Linked DNA regions of Capsicum annuum: region 2 is linked to region 1. Evidence: chromatin contacts called from public Hi-C data. All regions are on one chromosome and are shown on one strand. Each heading gives the region's core, a stretch centred on a gene start, on an enhancer-like site or on the middle of the called end of the contact. The rest is flanking DNA. Distances are from core to core; before and after follow the strand shown. Region 1 overlaps LOC107856924 (folate-biopterin transporter 1, chloroplastic). Region 2 holds the start of LOC107866451.

Region 1 (7,364 bases), core at 1,965-4,464:
ATATGCGGATTCAGAATTTAACCTTGATGGATTTCTATAATAGCCTCAAATTAATACCCCTTTAGTCCATAATAATTGAATTTTTGAGCTTTTTATTTAATGTTCAAAATAAGTTAATAGTTCAATATTCAACATAGTTCTTGGAATTTGGTTTTTCCATTTTTGCTCTTTATTTACATTTCTAGGTGATTATAAGTTTAAGAGAGTTAATTGTTCATATTTATGATTTAAATAACAAATCCATAAAGTTAAAAATTTAAATTTGTCCCTATTTGCACATTTCTCATTCAATTGTTAATGAATCTTTGAACTCGTCCTTTTAATTATCCTTGATTCTTACAGAGTTTAGAATAAAGTGTCCCATAATAATTTGCAGTAAAATAAAAGTAACTAAAATATACTTATGGTGCATTATTAGTTGCTCCAACATCATTATTATTCAAACCATTGCCCTTTATCAAATGCATCATACCCTTATCGATTATTTCTCAAGTCTGCTTATAATATCACTAATTAATCATTGCACCTACCAATAGTGACCAATCAGAACAAAATGAATCGAGAATACCAGTTAATGTGATGAACATTTATTAATACTTGTATTCATATAAGCGCTTTTATTTATATATAGTTGCTAATAAGACTAGTCACTTGTGACTGATTTTTTTTATTTTTTTTCTTGAAACAACCGGATTTTTTATTTTATTATAATTATCTGATATTAATGAACGGATTATTTTTACTTGTCCACTATTGACTTGACGCATATTTTAAGAAACAATAAATAGCTAGTACGGATAATGTTATTATATACCCTTGAATATAATAAAAAGGGATAATACTCACGAAAATACCTGAACTTTGACCGGATTTCCAGTTGAGCATACTGAACTTTGCGGGGGTCCTATTACCCCCTAGACTTTTTAAAGTGGATTTAATCCCCCCGCCCTCCGAAACTCTATACCCAGATTCGACGCTGGCACATGTAAATCTCGTTTTTACACGTGTATTGGCGCGTGTAATACACGCGCCACCTCATATTTACTCATGTCCAAGTGGGCAGATATATGACATTAAAATACGGAAAAAAAAATGTATAGGGGGTAATAGGACCCCTGCAAAGTTCAGTATGCTCAACTGAAAATCTGGTCAAAGTTCAGATATTTTCGTAGGTATTATCCGTAATAAAAATATTTTGGGAAATGCATCGGGTAATAATGATCAATAACAAGGGTAAATAGACACAAAATCGTAAATTTTTCATTGGTATTGCAAACCGGACAAGTATTATTAGACATGTACTTCTAGTAATACTGAATAAATAAAGATGGACGAAGGAAATAGCTCAATTAATCTAGATTTACGCAGCCAAGGAGCAATTAAAAGAAAAATCACTTTCTATTAGAATTTCTTTATTCCTAATGCTCGAACTGAAAAATTCTGGCTAAGATTAAAGAAATGTCTTCTATCCCATCATATCTTTTCTTAATTATATTATCAGTAACTGCCAATTGTTGTATATATAGATCAGAATCTTATTATTGTTAGGTAGGTTTAATTAAAGTGATTGGCCAGAAACTTAGTATTATACTTGTATATTTACATCTTTAGGGCCCTTATTATTATTATTATTATTTTCCCCAAATTATTATAGTTCTCCTAGTCATGCAAGAACTTTATGATATTAAAGTAGTCCAATGATTGGAATGGAGGGTCTAACAACTATTCCAACTTCCCCATCTCCCCCATGTGACAGCTTTTGGGATGTTGGGTGTGGACAAAACAAATAGGAAAGGAGTATTGAAGAATCTGACCATTGGTAGTTTCAGATAATTACTTATCCAAGAATTATCAAGCAGAAAAACAATCTTACCTACATTCAAATGTGGTAACCGTTATTTCCTCCGTTCCAAAATAAGTATCATTTGAACGAAATAATTTGTTGTAAAATAATTATTACTTTAAAAATTTAGATTATAATTATTAATTATTTTCGACTATACCTTTATATTAAAGATTCATTTCTTTTTAGTAGTGCTTGATCACTTCTCAAGAAAAAAACTAATAAATATAGGGTAACTTAATAAATGATACCCTATATTTATTTATTTTTATTAATGGTCGTGAAAATAGCTAAAACAACACTTTTTAGGGAAGGAAAGGTACAACTTTTGGATGATAGCATTTATATTCTTTTCGTTACAATTTATGTGACATAATGTGAATAAACATAGAGTTTAAAAAAGAAATGAACACTTTAAGATTATGGTCTTAAGCATATTATAATATTTGTGTAGCTATAAAACTTTTAAAACTTATGATCTTAAACTTATCATGACATTTGTGTGGTTAAAAAAGCTTCCTGTTAAAGGTAAAATGAGAAGTATTAAATTAGTTATTTTCAAATTTAGAAAGAAGTCATTCTTTTTACAAACTAAAAAGAAAATGTGTCATTGGAATAGAAAGGAATATTTCATAAATGATACCCCAAGCCTCTCAAAAGGATTCATTTTTTCTTCCATGTCCTTATTGTTTTTGTGCATCACCCACATGGAGGACCATTAAACATCTAGCATTTTCCTAAGTTGGTCTAGGAAGTATGCCCCCTATTCTCCTTTAGTGGCTAGTGCAACTCATAAAAGAGTCATATATAGTGTTATGTTTTTGTGCGTGTCTCCATGTGTAATTGTTCACAAGTGCACCTCAATCACAAATTGTTTGTGTCTTCATGTACTCTGAGAGTTTTACGATAACAATTTGCGCCTCAATCACGAGTTAATTGAAGATCTTATATCTTTAATACTCACCATCTCCTTGATGTTTTAGGGTAAGAAAAGGAAAATTGGGTTTTATGTTCAAGTTATCATGCATAATGATATGTGACAATTGTATAAAGACATCAATATATAGCAACTACCAAGGCAAAAATGGGAACTCCACATGATGAGGAATCATGGAAAAGGTGAGAGGAGCCAAATTGGAAATTGGAAAAGGATTTGTGGGGCAAGTTGCTAAAATGGAAAAATGAAGAAATGGATTTTTGTGGGAATTATTTTATTAAAGACAAGTAAAAAAAAAAAATGTAATGAAAGAGTAAGTTGATGGCCAATAGGTTTAAAGTGGAATTGAATTTTGTGGAAACTATTGGGCCTTTTGAGATGTGACTACACCAATTGTAATTGTTTTGTTTTGAGAAACTTTTGAGGCCCACCCCCATGTGAATATCTATCAATTTGTCACGTGGCAGGTTTGTTTGTAGTGAAAATTTCCCCATCGCAATGATAATGTATCTGTTTTTGTTTTCCACTAATTGTCCGATATCAGCATCGGAGCTTGATTAAATTCAAATTCAAGCTATAAAGTTTTATATCGGAAAGGAAAGCGCTTCCTAACAAAAGCAACTTTATATCTAGGAGGACTCAAACTAAGACATCTGATTAAAGATGAAGGAACACTTATCGCTCCACTACATCTTTGGCGAAAAAAATTTCCCCATCTCAATGCTAATGTATTTGAGGACCAACTTCTTTTAGTTTTTTGAATTTGTCTTAATTTAGTTTTGGCCGTAATATATATGTCTCATGTGTTTTAAGTTAAATTGGATTTATTAAATAAAAAGAGAGCTAATTAAAATGTATTGTCATAACATATGGTGCAATATTACAAGGCAGTTGACTAACTCCCTATGTTGATTTTTAAAAAAATGGATAATTAATTGACTATTTGGTGATTAAATGGTATTTACACACAAGTATATGCTATGATGACTGATGAATATTCTTGGTAATGATTTAAACAAATTAAATTTTGATAATTTGTTTGTCAAACTCAAAATCCTTCCAACCCTTCATAAAATTGGAAGCAAACTTGAATTGGTGAATTAACATCTGTTTATTTATAGCATCAACCTTTAGATCATATAATCAAGAAAGATTGAAAAGATTAGTTAATGATGAAATTATTTCATATTAAAATTTTATGAATCTTGTTATTTATGTGAACCGTATTGAAGAAAAACAAACCATACACACGAAGAAAGAAGCCACAAGAAATACAAAGCTTTTTGAAATGGTACATACTACCTATGCCAATTGTCGTCCTTTTGATGTCAATTATTTTAATAAAGGAAAAAGTATTTTATTACTTTATTGATTACTTTTACGTTATCGTTATGCATATTGTTGCATGAAAAATCTGATACAATAAATGTCTTTTAGGTATCCATAAATAAGGTTAAAAGATAACGAGTAAATAACAAAAATAATTTAAGTCAGATAGGGGTGTAAAGAATAATATGAAGGATATGAAACTGCAAAACGCCATTGACCATATGCTAAATTCCTTGACCGACATAATATAATGTGCTCAATAACAATGTTAGGCACACCCTAATAAAATGATGTGGCACAAAAGTGTAATTATACGTAAATGAATACACTTAAGAGTATGTTAAAAGTGTGAGAATCTTGAGTACTTAAAGGAGTGTATATGACGCACTCTAAATAGGAGCGGGACAAACAGGAGCGGCAGATTTTTAGATTGAGTACTTCTTTGATTTCGTTCAAAATCATTCTTTAGGATTAAAATTTTCGCTCAGATGAGAATTAGATGGATCAAAATCGAAGCTTTGTGATCACTATTATATTTTTTTATAGTTTACAGGTCGTAAATGAATATCGGTTGACTTTGAAAAATTTCTTGTGTAAAGGTTAGATTTAATTTTATTGTTTTGACATCTTCATTATCTTATTGTTTTATTGAAAATTACAGATGTTAGATGAATGTGGGTCGATTTTGAAAAACAAAAAATTAGGTAAAGGTTAGGTTTAATTGTATTATCATAATATCTCTATTAGTTTGTTATTTTGTGGTAGTTTACAGTTTGTAGATGAATCTCTATCGATTTTGAAAAATTTGTGTAAAATTTACGTTTAATTGTATTATTTTGATATCACTTTTATCGTATTATTTTATTGCAGTTTACATGTGAGATAAGTGTTGGTCAGCTCTGAGAAATTTTTTTATGTAAAGATTAGATTTAGTTATAGTATTTTGATATCTCTATTATCATATTATTTTGTTATTGTTTACAGATGGTAGATGAATGTCAGACGACTTTGAGAAAATTTTTGTGTGCAAAAATTATAAATAATTGTATTATTTTGATGTCTCTATCATTGTACTGTTTTATTGCAATTTACAGATGGTAGATGAATGTCGATAGACTTTTAAAAACATTTTTGGTAAAGATTTTAATAAATAAATTCTCCATCTTTACATACTCAAAAGATATTAAATTTAATTATTATATTCATTTTAATTATTTAAGCAAATATCTTATTTAATATAATGTTTGAACTCATTAAAGTGAGGTACACGCGCAAGACGCGTACACCTAAACTAGTACAATGAAATACAAGTAGATACAATAACATACAAGTGTGTATATTATTGTATACAAGAAATCCAGGATTGTTAATTTTGCTTAGAAATCCTAATGAATCATCAGTCACCCTGACAACCGGCAAAAAAGTACATTGTTCAACTCTCTTGACATCCAGATTAAGAGGCAAAAAGATTCAGTGAGTACTTTTATCAACTTGAAGTTAGTAATTAATGCTCATTATGCCACAATTACGAATTGTCATACAGAACAGAACGATCAATGTAGACCATTTCTCAAAATACCAAATCTGGTCGATAAACAGCAACCCCGAATGACAATTTCTCAATGGGCATTCTAAAGAGGGTCATCCAGCAATACATATGTTAAAGATCAAAATGCTCAAGTTTGAAAGTCGGTAGATAATAAGCCCGCCCCTCTATTCTTCTCCACTTAAATACCAAGTCTTTGTTACAGGAGGGTTTGAACCCATGACATGCGCCTATCCCACAGACGCTCTTACCATTAGACCAAAGTCCGGGGACCCCAGAACAAGATCTATCTCCCACCAAAACAAGTTCCTAATCCATTAAACATTTTCTGTGGTGTGATGAATTGACATCATGACTTGTATGTTTAGTCATTGGATATATGAGTATTTGTATTTATAATTGTATTCTCTCCTATTGTCTTCTCAAAAAGCTGCAGCGGAACTTAGCCAGATTCAGGATGGGCACAGCACGCAAGAATTTAATTAGACTTCATCTCAATATCAGTACTCTCTTTTGTATCTGGTTCATCGCCAGGAAGAAGACCAAGTAGGGGCAAAGGCAATAGAGAGCTTAGATTGCAGAGAACTATCAGAAAAGCCAAGTTGTCAAACCTGTCCTTGGTGACACCAAATACCTGGGTTAAACCGGCACCAATTAGACCTCCAAGGACACTCCCTCCATTGGATATGGACATGAGGGTTGCGAAGAGAGTTGCTTCCATTCCCTGTGGACATATTCTTGCAGCTAGCACTAGAACAGGCATGAAAGATGCCTGAAACAGGTAAGAAGTCTATTACTGATAAAGGGATTTCCAGAAATTCTAACTCAATTTTAGAAAAAAAATTCATGATTCAATTTAATTTCAGTTTTACATATATATTAAAAGAGATAATGCAGGAGCACCATAGACTCAAATTGGAACTCGAGGAAACAGACTTCCAAAGCATTTGCCAAGTTAACCCTTTGCTATCCGCTACAGATTATGTGAAGTGCCCTAGAATGCTAGCTTGCCAAAACTCAATGGTGGCATTTGTTTCGAAAACAGGTGGAGTTCCTTTTTATTTTTTTGATTTTGCAAAAATGGGGGGCAAAATCAGAATGTGTTTTGCAACACATCATTTTGAAAAAAGCCTTTCTTTTTATCTGCAAAAACTGAAAAAGATTTTTAAGACAGCCTCTCTACCTCCACGTGGTAGTGGTAAGGTCTGTGTAAACTCTACCCTTTCCAGACCTCACTTGTGGAATTTCATTGGGTATGTTGTTGTTTTCAACCCAAAAGAAAGATATTTATTCATTGCAAAAACTTCACTACTACTGCTGAGGTGTTTTGCAGTTTATAGTTTTTCAGTTTCTCATATGGTGTTTGGTTTGGAAAAAAAAAAAAAAACATGCAAAAAAAGTTCAAAAAGTTTTCAACATCTCTTGGAAAAAAATTCCAGGGAAGATGAGGAGATTGTAAGGGTTTTTGCCTTTGACAACTTAAGCTATTTCCGCAAGCAATTAATCTTGTTCAAGTAACTTCCATTCTAGCATACTACTTTATAAAGGTTTGTCCCAACACAACCTAAACAAGAACACAAAACAAAATGAAGACTATTGTTATACAAAAGTTCAAGGAAACAACATACAAGTGAAAGAATCTAAGCATCCTACACAAAATATTAAGAAAGAGTGGAGCAATCCAGAACTTCTATAAACCCATTCAAACA
Region 2 (7,364 bases), core at 2,080-4,579, 70 kb before region 1:
CAAACCCAAAGATAGGTTTGATCATCCAGATATTGGACCGAATGAACACTCAATTGCATCATCACAACAACGATGAATGTCAATGATATATGAAAATTCTCTCATTTTTGAAATTGTGTGGTGATTTCATGTTCCATATGTAGTGTACCATGCTCTATGACATATGTACACGATATACACAAAAAAATTTCAAAACACTATCAGACTATTGTGAGTTAGTCATGCATGGGGTAATAACCGTTGATGCCCCGACCCACACCATTATGGTCGTAGGTCACAACAGGGGGATTTTCCATCAGCCTACTTTATCGACAGGTGGTAGGAGCGCAATGAACTTAGAACAACTATTTAAACAATACCTAAAGGATTCTATTGGTCTTCTTGTAAGTGAGTTTAGATTTAGAATGGTAATTTCAGGCTTTGGGTTAGTGGTGCAAATTTATCTATGATTTTTTAGCATTGTTGCCATATTGTATAAACATATACTTGCTTTTCACAAAAAAAATATATTGTTTATAATTTAATAAAGCGACGTTAAATGACACCCCTTATAAAATTATGACTCTGCCACTAACTATAAGTACAAAACATAAAGTAAACATAGAAATTTCTAAAGTATTTTATCTAACTCCATTAATCTTGGCTTGACTGGAGTGAGATTACTTGGAACTTACGATGTCAATAGTCTACACTCTGAGGTGTAGCATTTTACAACCCATAAACTTATTGAAGTAGATATTAAGTAGCTGTTTTTGTTAGTTTGTTTGTTTGTTTTTCTGCATTCCATTAAACCATGTGATTAGGTGTTTGCTTTCAACACTTTATCACCATAGGTGATAAGACTTAGGTCCATGATTATGTGGCAATTTAAAATGTGCATGCCATTATATGCAAGAAAAATCATATAAGACCAACTTAATTATATTTTCCAAATTAATCATCAAAAATCATATCATCATCATGTGTTAATCGATCACCAAATACCTTCACTACTAAAATAATGCGTATTTCTGATTGAATATATCCCTCGAAATGGATTGTCAAAAATGTTTTTGACGAGCTTTCTGACATGAATATTTATTCACATGTTTTTAGTAGTGAGTTAAATTTTATATATAAAGGTCTTCCATTCAATAGGTTATGTGTTCAATTCTCACTATTTTCTCTTTTGGTTCTTTTTCTCTTTCAACGATTTCGATGTAATAAAAAATTGCACAAAGTTAATGAAATCAAGTCATGTGTTAGTTGAGTTGTATAAACCATTATTTGCGTTAATTGTTAAAATAGTTGGTGAACTAATTCGACTTTATTTACAGCACAGGGCATTGTGATGAATCATCCACTATTAATATTAAATAACTTGAATAATAGGTCATCATAGACCATAGTTTAGATTAAGCTTATCGATCAGACAATTAAATGTTCAATACTTCAATTCAAAATAGTTTAAAATTCTTTAATCATGAAACAGAAATGTTTGTGTTAAAAGGTTTTGAACTTTTTAAATGAAAGCATCTTGAACATAAAGTTATGAAGCATATGATATGATTCCTATTAAAATCTTTCTGGTTTAGTGGGAAGTTGACCTTAGATATTAAAATGAGCATATCTGCATTGGGATCTTCCTAGTTATTTGAGTGGTTTTCAAGATTCATTAATAATAATAAACAGGGAGTTGCTCGGACGGTAAACACCGTTTACTTTCAACTCCGAGGTTGTGAGTTGAAGTCATCAAGGAAATAAAAAGGGCTGAAGTTCCTAGAGAGGGGTGAAAAAAGATGATTAATTAAAAAAAGAAGAAGACAATATCGTTCAGAATGACCATTATTTATTATCTTTGCTAATATATGTGAAAAGAATCTATCAAGGAAATGAAATTTTTGCTTCTGACAGATTTCACCAATGTAGCTTATGAACGAGTTTAATATTTTCTAATATTATTGGAATATCGATGTATCTGTTGCTTGGAGCTGGTTGATTCACCTGTTTCATCTCACTGACGAATATACAGTGAGATCAAACTGGTGAATCAACCTGGTCGAATGAACAGATACATCAATTTTTCAATAAATATACAAAACTAAAAAATAAAAAAATAAAGGTACGTAAAAATAGTGTGGGATAAGTCCTTATGCAAGAAAAAGTTCATTGTTTAATCAACTCAATGAACAAAGTGAAATCAACTTTCTTTCCAACTTTTGTCAAAAAGAGGAGAAAAGTTTGTCAAGCTTGTGGAGAAAAAACTTTTCTTTTTCTTTTCATGAACATCTCTTCTGATGATATGCGATGAGCTTGAACATAAAAGTAGGGATTGACAGAGTTGGAATATCTTAGAAGCTCGATTAGCTGACTACCTGAATTTTTACCTTATTGGTGAAGGTTCGATCCTGTCCTGTATGTAATCTACTCCCCCTACCCCGATGTATCAACTTAGAAGACTTGTTTAGGACTGAGACGTAGTTATCAATTATCATAATGTTGAACATCTCTTATGTGATTGTTGTGGAAAGTAACAAGTAGAACATACCCATATAACAAAAGAACAAAAAAAAGGAAAAGAAAGGAACAAAATACTATCCCCACTAGTAAATTTAAAAGAAACAAAATCCACTGTACAAGACAAGATGGAAATCAAGAAAGATTTCTCCATGAAAAAGACTTGCATGTTGTTGTTGGTGTTGGTGTTGTTAGACCTTTTTTATTTTTCCACCAAAAGTACAAGTTACCCTTTCTCCTCCTTTTCTCTTCTGAGCATTCATCTAGTCGACTCCAACTTGTTCTGAACTGGACTAAGACATAACTCTTTATCGTCTTGGTCTAACTAATAATAGGAGATAGAACTTGTTGATCTTGAATACTTCTTAGAAGAATTAGGTGAATTTGAAGATGATGACACATCAGACCTTCTTCTTAGCATTTGCCTCATTCCATCAGCTACTTCAATTGCTGGATTAGACTTATATTTTCTACAAAATGTCATATGTGCCTTCACAGCATCTTCCATACAAAGAAATTGTTTTTTTCCTCTTTTCACTTCATCTCTAACTGCTTCTGAACAAAGTCCACATAGCCATTTCCCATTAAAATTTTCTTTCACTTGACTAATGTAGTCTAGTGTGCAATCTTCTTTAAGTCCACAACACTCACACTTTGCCAACTCTATGTCCATTTCTTGAAAAACAATTCCACAAAAATTTTCAATAGTCTTTTTTGAGTGGGCTCTATTTTTCACTAGAGATTTATGGGTATTTTGAGGTAAAGGAAAGGAAAATAAAAAAAGGTAGGAAATTGGGAGGGGAGGAAATGAGAAATTTATAGTGGAGAAAAGTGGCATAAATTGCTCCATGTTAGGAGGGACCATAGGCAATGGAAAATTAGACAACTTGGTCTAGGAGAGGGTCCACCATCCTTGTAATTAAATTTTTTGTGTTTTTTATTTTTTAGAAAAAAAAGAAGAAGAAAGAATTGGATTTTACTATTCTATATAGTGTCATATTATTTTGTTTTATTAGGTTGTTACTTACTTGTTATAGTTATGTTATGGTATTTGTTAATTGTTACTTTAGGTGGTGGTTTTTGCCTTTGTGCCTTGAATGACGGTTACTTTCGGTTAGGACTGTTCATCAATTTCCAAAAAAATTATAGTATAATTTTTTTGGTGAGGATTAGGTTTGGCTTTTATAAAAATAGAAAAACAAAAAAGCTTATTGTATGCTATAATATGATTATATTATTTCAAAGGTTAGTTCAAATCAAAATCAAATAATGGAATAAAAATTTAGAAGGAAATCCAATCAAGTATATAAATATTTATGGAAAAAGAAATATATCTTACGTTTAATTCAGCCTCAAAAAATAATACATGAGGTGAAGATTGTCGAATATTGTGACACTCTTCAACACCGCATCTCGGTCCAAGACTGAACACCTCATGCGCGGTAAATTTTAATATGAGAGATCAACATTGATATATAAGATTTGAGATGAATTTTACTCCGATATCCTATTAAATAAATGAATTGTAACACCTCGAAAAAAGATTTAAAATTTATTTTAACACTATAAGCGAGTGTAACTTTTAATCTATCAAGAGTTACGTGATGTATATTATTTTAAGTAGAATTATAATGCTTGTATATTATATAAAACTTTCATATTAAGTGGAGTGTATTGGTGGGACCCAATTTATTTTTGTTAAGTAGAAAAAAGGAACAAAAATGTGTACCAAGAAGAGGTGAAAGGTTCAGAGTATTAATACATAAAAAATTGAGGGTTTATGTTATTATTTTCTTTCTGAAAAAAAAAAACCCCGTACAGTGCTAGTACTTAGCTCTCAATTCTTCTCTTTAACAATCTTTGATACAATTTAAATTACCTCCGGATCTTTGGATAGGATACTTATGGTTCAAGAGGCACTTGGCGACTCAGTGTTATAAAAAATTATCAATTGAATGGTGATTATCTTCAAGGAGGGTGAAGGGACGTTAAAAAGGCCAAGGGAGTGCAAGATGGGGCTAGAAAGCCCTTAAAAGATGACATGCGCCCTATCTGCTTTGAAGGTTCACCCAACCTGCTTTAGATCTGCTAGAGCAGGCTCTTGAGATGCATCTCATGTGCCCCTAAAATGCTTAAGCGGATGCTAAGTGGGCTATCATGCTTTGTTATTTTCAAGGAAAAATTACAGAAACTAACATCCTTAAGACTATAATTACAATAAATAATAACACTTTTTCAAAATTACAACTTATAGCAAAAGTAGCAATATTTTACTCACTTCATAGTAATAGAAGAATATGTATTTTTCAGTTTTGTATATGTATTTATGAGTAATACATATATATTTGTATATGTATTTATATAGCAACATTTTACTTAAATACAAATACAATTTGCTATTTTTTGTAATTATGAAACTGTTGCTATAAAAGTTATAATTAAGGCTACAGAGTTGCTATTTCTGAAATTTTTTCTATTTTTAAATGGGTCACTTTTGGGCCCATAAATTGTAATTATTAAGCCTAGACTATAAATAGGATATTTCTTTCATGGAAAAATTACAGAAAATAACATACTTAAGACTATAATTACAATAAATAACAACACTTTTGTAAAATTACAATTTATAGCAAGGGTAACATTATTTTACTCATTAACTAGGTAAGTGCATGTTTTACTCTCACTACTTTACATTTTTCTATTTTTATTCCACTATTTCACCTCCCCCAAATATAGCCATATCTTTTACCCCCTTTTTTTCATCTTATTTTTTTATCATTTTATTTTTTTATTTTATTTTTTTATTTTCACTTTATTTTCTCTCTTTTTTTTCTCTCTTTTTTTCTTTTTCCTTTTTTTTATTTTTTGTTTTATTTTTATTATCTTTTTCATATTTGAAGATAATGATTTTCAAGATTTCAAAATAAAATATTATTACTGTCTTTCACTCTCTTATATCTCTACCTTTTTTTTCTTATTAGTTTTTTTTCATCTTATTTTTTATCATTTTATTTTTTTTATTTTAATTTCTTTTTATTTTTCATTTTTTTCTTTCCACTTTATTTTCTCTCATCTATTTTTCTTTTTTTTCCTTTTTTATGTTTTTTCGTTTCTCATATCTTTTTTTTATTTTTCTATTTTCATTTTCTTCTTCTTTTTTTCTATTTATTTTGTTCATTTTTTCTTTTGTTTTTACACTTCTATTTCTCGTTCTTCCTTTTTCTTCTGTTTCATTTTTTTTTTGTTTTTATGTTTTTATATTTTTGTTCTTTCCCTTTTTTTACTCTTATATCTCTAACTTTTATTTTGAAAAAACAAATATGTATATCACATAAACATTCAAAAAACATACAAAATGCATAGCTATACAAATTTGGATATGTATTTATAGTACAAAACATACATATGTTTTTACGAAATACATATCATATTCATATTAAACAGTAGCAAAGATTACTATACTATATATCTTCATATGTATTTGCGAAATACAAAGGTGACTCATATAAAATAAAAATATACATATGGATCAAGTATGTATTATGTAAATACATATGCAGAGCTATATGTATTTTATACGGTGTTGAATTTATCTTTGAATTGTACATAATATGTCATTTTAGAGGGTAACATGAGAAAATTGAAGGAAAGGTGTCTTTTAAGTCTTGAATGAAGGATTGACAACATTGACCAACAGATAGGGTCAAACATCATTAGGAAACTTGATTAAGTTAATTGTGGACTTGATAAATATTTTTAAAACTTTCTAATCTTTTGAAAAATACAAATCAACCCAACCCACACTCCTCTTCAATCCAAATCAACCACTCTCTCTCTAGCTTCTCTCAACTCTCTCCCAACCAACAGTTCTGTAAATTTTCTCCCTTCAACCTCCGGCGAAAAATAGTCGGGCGAGTTCCTTTTCGACTTTCAACCGTCAATCGACGTGAATACTTCTCCATCAACAACAACTTCGAGTTCTTCGTCCTCCCATTTCCTTTTTCACAGGTAAAAAATTATGAAGAAATAGAGGAACTTGAGCCAACTACTCTTCTGGTATTGAAATGTGGACTGAATAAAACCCTTATTTATGGCATTTCTTCTTCTTCTTGTAGTACTATTGATTCAAATTTGTTGGTGATTTTTTGTTACAGTTGATGTTCTTAGTGTGCGTGTGTGTGATGTGTTGGTGTTGTTGGGTTGATTTGTTGTTTGTCTTGGTAGAAATGGTATTGCAACAGTTGAAACATCTGATGTAATAGATGAAACATATGATGCAACACATAAAAATTTGATGCAACAGATGAAAAATCTGATGCAACTATGAAAATCTGATGCAACAGGTAAATAATCTAATAGATCATTCATCTGTTGCGACAGACGACTCTTCTGTTTGGAAGAAATCTAAATAATATTGATCCAACAGATAACTGATTAGTGATCTATTTTTATTCTTTTCAACATTTTACTCTTTATTTTACAACAGATTAGGACTGTTTTTATTCTTTCCAATGGTTTACCCATCTGTTGCAATAGGTCGGTTATCTGTTGCAACAGATAACATACCTGGTGCAACAGATTAGTGATCCATTTTTATTCTTTCCAACGGTTTACTCATCTATTGCAACAGGTCTGTTATATGTTGTAACAGATAAAATACCTGGTGCAACAGATTAGTGATCTATTTTTATGGTTTCCAATGGATTACTCATCCGTTGTAATGGGTCAGTTATGTGTTGCATCAGATAAAATATCAGGTGCAAAAGATAGTGCTGGTTCCCACGGATTACTCATCCATTGTAACAGGTCAGTTATAAGTTGCAACAGATAACATACCTGGTGCAACAGATTAGTTGTCTGTTGGAACT

Evidence for each region. A called contact is a pair of places that touch in the nucleus more often than the background predicts.
Region 2: a Hi-C map of placenta shows a contact between it and region 1, with 8 times the contacts expected there. The contact joins the promoter of LOC107866451 here to the enhancer-like site in region 1.

The regions. Positions count from the first base shown.
Region 1 is chr3:22,725,436-22,732,799 of UCD10Xv1.1, reverse strand. It overlaps LOC107856924 (folate-biopterin transporter 1, chloroplastic), which reads right to left. Exons shown (of 9, transcript XM_016701888.2): 9 at 5,563-6,427. The coding sequence ends at 6,134. Among protein-coding and RNA genes, the nearest start is that of LOC107856924, 18 kb to the right of the region's middle. Within about 2 kb of position 3,214, at least 4 of the 5 cell types and tissues checked have an H3K27ac peak or open chromatin away from gene starts, as enhancers often do.
Region 2 is chr3:22,795,960-22,803,323 of UCD10Xv1.1, reverse strand. It overlaps LOC107866451, which reads right to left and starts at 3,329. Exons shown (of 1, transcript XM_016712508.2): 1 at 2,443-3,329. The coding sequence starts at 3,169. The coding sequence ends at 2,822.